Regions from separate parts of the Mus musculus genome. Here region 1 is linked to region 2. Evidence: chromatin contacts called from public promoter capture Hi-C data. All regions are on one chromosome and are shown on one strand. The core of a region is the stretch at or near the end of the contact, and the rest is flanking DNA. Distances in the headings are between cores, read along the strand shown.

What was found. Promoter capture Hi-C pulls out the DNA fragments that hold promoters and counts their contacts.
Region 1: a contact with region 2 is called in a promoter capture Hi-C map of pre-B cells. The contact joins the promoter of Elac2 here to the promoter of Specc1 in region 2.

Annotation. Positions count from the first base shown.
Region 1 is chr11:64,977,609-64,980,308 of GRCm38.p6, reverse strand. It overlaps Elac2 (elaC ribonuclease Z 2), which reads right to left and starts at 1,274. Exons shown (of 24, transcript NM_001362983.1): 1 at 978-1,274; 2 at 541-591; 3 at 332-402. The coding sequence starts at 1,198.
Region 2 is chr11:61,955,464-61,958,163 of GRCm38.p6, reverse strand. Specc1 (sperm antigen with calponin homology and coiled-coil domains 1) reads right to left here and starts at 1,401. Exons shown (of 15, transcript NM_001281818.1): 1 at 1,275-1,401.

The sequences.
Region 1 (2,700 bases), core at 25-2,524, 3.0 Mb before region 2:
CCTCATTCTCTCCTCTGCCCATACTACTATGCTTTCAAAATCTGGCAGCCACACAGTCTGGATGACAGTATGTGTCTGAATCCAGCTGCAGAGTCTGATCAGCACCCACCACAGCACTCTGTTGTTAAATCTGTGGTCCAGGTGGAGGTTGTAACCATATCAAGGCCTACTTTTCCGAGTCTAGGTTTTCACACCCCCTACTCAAGCTGACTAAGCTAGTGTACCAGGAATTCTATCTCCCCTGGGCTAGGAAGATGAACAAATGAGCTGCAAGCCATGTTAAGCCCCCAGAAACTTCCCACCGGCCCCTGACCTCCAAACACATACTCACCACACAACCCCCCAACATTTGACCAATGCATCCGAGTCAGAAAGATGTTGTCCAAGCGAGCGACTTTCAGTCTAAGAAAAAAACATACATTTCAGCCAGATGAAACAAAGACGACCAGAGACCGTGTCTGCTGAGAAGTCTCATCTGCCTCTCACCTCAGCTTTCAAGCCCATAATCATCTCCACCCCAGAAGCCAGGAGTTGACTCACTTGTGTTCCTGCATAAGTCGTTGGACGCCTTCTCCGCAGTTAAAAAGGTACCTACAGGAGGAACATTACTGTACTTACAAGTATACTCTGTAAAATGCTTTACTGTAGATACAGCGACATAAATGACAGGGTTCTCATACTGCCTAGTAGGTTTTGAGCCCTCTTTGGTTAGTGACGGAAGAGTGTAGTTTGGTATAGATCAATGGGGAGTGATGTCTTTCCCCATCGACTTATGAAACCGGTCTAGCCCACACACTCACGGTGAGGCCCCCGCTTTGGGATGGTGATGGTGAGAGTCGGGGCACGGGAAGTTTTGCCCGGATACCTGAAAGCCATGCTGACTAAGGGAGGTAAGGGATATATACAGGATTGGACAGGAGGCCTCCCGAGCACGTGGCGCTGGGGCCAATCCCCCAGGGCTGTCGGCCCACTCTGACCTGTTGTATTCCGAGAAGACATAGAGAGCAGCCCCCGCGTCCCGGCCGCCCGCCGCCACCACCTGCAGGTACACGGTGTTCGGGCCCCCGGGACCCGGGCCGCGCTTCTCCCGCGTACGCAGGTGTCGCAGTGGGTCTTTGGATGGCCGCGGCCGACGAGCCGAACCCTGCGACATGGTGCGCAGGCCAAGGGGACGCAACAGTGAGCGGAGCGCCCACATGCACCCGACCACACCAGGCTGACAAGGCAGCCAGACCCCTCACGCCGCCACAAGCACCGCCCCTCCACCGCATGGCGGAACTGACCAATCAGCGCGCCGCCGCGCTAGCTGCCCGCCCATCCAAAGCTCCGCATCCAATCGTAACGAGCCTTGGAGCTCGGAGTCTGTCAATCAAGGTGGACGTAGAGTAAGCGAAAGCTAGAGCGTCGCCGGAGGCCCCGCCCCCCTCACCGGTTCCGGCTTTCCCTGTTGACGTTTTCCGGTTACTGTCACTTGGCGGAAGCGGGACTTCTGAGAGTGCAAGTACTCGAAAGGCATTACTGGGAAAGGACTGAGTCTTTTTCAGGTTCATCGTCTTCTGTCAGGAGCTCTGCCCTTCGACAAAAGTATTCCAAGTTTGCATTGTTCTTGCTTATGATGATGGTGACGATCTCATGGGAGATAGATCTGGCTAATTTGATTTCCACCATAAGAACACATTTCAGATGATATTCTTTGTTTTGGCGTGAGAATAGAGATGAAAAGACTAAGTAAACTTCGTAGTGTTGCGTCTTATTGCTGTTATGAGCCGGTCCTCTCTGCCTTGCATTCCTTACTTCAAGACGGAAATAGTTTAACAGTGCTTATCTTTGGGAGATATTTAGAATTAACATGGCTGTGGGGACCTCGAAAGTCGACTTAGGACACCCCAAGACCAAGTTCTCAGAACAAAGGAGATTTATTTTCCCCAGAGAGACAAAAGGCAGTGAATAAGAGACAAAGAAAGAAGATAGAGACTAGGACGAAGAGAAAAGGGTCAAGAGAGAGGAGAGAGGAGTATTTGCACCCGAAACACGAAGGGCTGCCTCTGGATAGGGAGGAGACCGACCCATAGGCAAATAACAGTTCATAAAGGTTAAAAAAAAAATCCGATGTTAGGATAAGTTGGTTTGTTTTGATTGTGTATATTAATTACATAAGCCAAAGGGGGCTTTTCAAGGGGCTGGACTTCAGTGCTTTGTTAGCTGGACCTTAGTGGTCAGCCTCAAGAGGAGAAAATGGTCAAATAAGGGAATAGACCTTGGTGTCTAGCTTTATGGATGTAATCTAATGATTTTTAGCAAGATGGAGGGTATGGCGGTGAAGCCAAGGCCTGCCAGAGTCGTATTTGGCATGCTTGGTTGGCTAAAGGCCCTTTGATGGTCGGTGCTTTGAGTGGCACTAAAGAGATACGCAGAATAAATAATAGAAATTTATGGAGAAGAAAATGTTGCCACCTGCAGGAAATGTATTTAAACAAGTATTCAGGGAGACTGTCAGATGTCTGAGGCTGGACTGTCAGGTGGCTCTGAGGCTGGAGCTGGACAATCAAGATAGTGAGTTGGAGGTGAACCTGGGGCTACATGAGACCCTTTCCCAACTTGGGTGGATGGGCAGGAAGACACACACACTTTTTTTTTTTTTTAATGCTGAGACCAAATGGATCGATCATAGTTCAAGATCACTATTTTTGAGAGGTCGGA
Region 2 (2,700 bases), core at 152-2,651:
ACGGTGCTTCTTAACAAACAATAAAATTATCTACCCAGCACATCCACAAATCAGCTTAAAAACTAAAACTGATGCGGGCTTCAGAAGGGGCCGCGGAGTTAGCTCTAAAACTGCTTTCTTTGGCCAAGTGTGGTGGCTCACTCCTGAAATTCCCAATGGAAGGAGGAGGGTCCAGCCTGGGCCACATAGCACTTCCAGGCCAGCCAGAACTACCTAGGGAGACACTATCTGGAACACAAACTAAAGGACTGCGAATGTGGTGGCTCGTCAGAGATAGTTAGCAAGACCCTGTCTCAAAATAATCAATAAGCAAACTTGATGGCTTTGAGTTAATCATGCAAAGCTATTTTCCTTAGACTAAGGTATTAGGATTGACAACCCTCGGTCTCCACCCTCCAACTCCGTCTTAAACGTTGAAATAACATCGTGTTTGAAACTGGATAACCAAATCGTATGAAACCAAAAACTGATCAAAAGGGTTCGGTCGTGACTTCACTCAAAAACACTTTATCTCTCGCCTCCAGCCACCGCAGTTACTAATGGATACCCATGTCAACCAGTTCGACATAATTCATCCGATAGAGGGCAAGGAAGAGCACCTTCAATGGGATTTTTTTTTCCCCCAAAGCGTATACTGCTTATTATATAAACTTGCGCGCTGGCGTATTGGAGCTCCCACAAAATCAAACTAAGATATTCAGAGTCAAACTTGTTTTTTTGTTTTTTGGTTGTTGTTGTTTTTTTTAAGCACATAAAACTAATTTTGTTCCAAGGGCATTAAGGAAAAGAGATCGGCACTGTTGCGCTCACGCTAGCCTGCGCACCGCGGGGACACGCACCAGCATCCGCACAGTTCCCCGCGCTCCTAGGCGTCCTGGAAACCCTCAGCCCAAGCTCTAGGCGACCACCTGGGCAGGACAGGGATGCAGCGGCTTTGTGGACAAACACTCAGCGGCACTCCAGTCCCGCCGAAGCGCACGCACCTGTCCCGGGGGCTGGGGCTCCCCAGGGCCACAGCCGGCCGAGCCACCTGGTCCCCGTGCCAGGCTGCTGCGCCAAACCCGCGGCCGGAGGGGAGGGCCGGCCACCTGCGGTCCCCACCTGCAGCGCGGTCCCTGCGCTGCCCGCCGCCTGGGTATCCAGGACCGCAGCGCGTCTTTCCAGAAGGGCACCCCACGTCCCCGAGCCAGGACTCCTGCACCCCGTCTTGTTCGCCAGACTTGAGAAAAGGCAGCTGAGAAACAGAGGACCGAGCATCCCGTACCCCAACTCACCTGCCGTGGTTCTCTCGCACCGGACTCCCGCGCCGCTGCAGCCCGCAGCTACCGCGGCTTTCCTAGCTCACGGATGCTCTGGGGAAGGTCCTGGCGATCCCGCTGGCGCCTTCCCGATGGCCACGTCCAGGGGGCGCCCGCGCGCCAGTGCGGGGCTTTCTGGGAGATGTAGTCCAGACCCTCCGTTCTCATCTAGCGGTTTCTTTCCGGAAGTTTTCCTTGTGTTCTCATCGACTCAACCTCCATTGATGGGTAGTCGTTGATGGAGCATCTCACTGGGGAAGAAAGAGGGTCCCCCTCGGCACTTTAGACTATTGTTTTTTTATGGGGGGGGGGGGGGGGTCAAGATAGGGTTTCTCCATGTAGTTCTGTCTGTCCTGTCCTGGAACTCACTTTATAGACCAGGTTAGCCTGGAATTCAGAGAGATACACCTGCTTCTGCCTTCTGAGTTCTGGGATTAAAGGCCCACCACCACCCGGTCTCTCTCTCTCTCTCTCTCTCTCTCTCTCTCTCTCTCTCTCTCTCTCCCTCCCTCCCTCCGTCCCTCCCTCCATTCCTCCCTCTCTCTCTCCTTGTCCACTCTCCTCTCTCCTTCTCTCCTTTCCTCTCTTCCTCCTCCCTCTTCCCCCTACCCACCGATACAGGGTTTCTCAGTGTAGCCCTGGCTGTCCTGGAACTCTCTCTGCAGACCAAGCTGGCCTCGAACTCACAGGGATCCTCCTGCCTCTGCCTCCCAAGTGCTGGGATTAAAAGCAAGTGTCACCATTGCCTGGCCTTCCTCCCTCACTGTTCCATGTGTGTCCAGGTGTACAAACTATGTACTTGATGACCTTCCACGAGGATCGGAAGACCCGTCTTAGATCAAGGGTATTCAAGTAGCTGAGGTAGAGTCTCCAAACAAGCTCTCAGTCCATTGTTCTTAAAGTGAGGATTTCAGACCAATGCCCTCAACATTGTACGGGAGCTTGCTTAAAGTACAAGAATCTACACCCTACAGAGAATATTAGGTTTTGGTTTGGGTCATCTTTTGTGGTGCTGGGGATGAAAACCAGAGCCCCATATGTGCTAAATAAGGGTCCACCAGGGAGCTACACTCATGCACTATTTAGTTTTACTAGATTCAAAAGAGAAAAACACCCTCTGTAAAGGTGGGATCCAGAAATTTGTACTTTTACATATAAATTCTTGACATAATTTTGAAATAGATTCAAGTTTGAGAACTTGTCTAGGTTTCCCTTGTTCCCCTCAAATAACTCCATGACTCATTTGACATTGATTATCTACACACACACACACACACACACACACACACACACACACACACGCTTCTGTGGATACACTGCAGGGACCGTTTATGTTCCAGCTTAGACCTCTCCCTCACTTTAGCCCTCATTCCCCAACATCTCTAGGACACCTCTGAGGCCC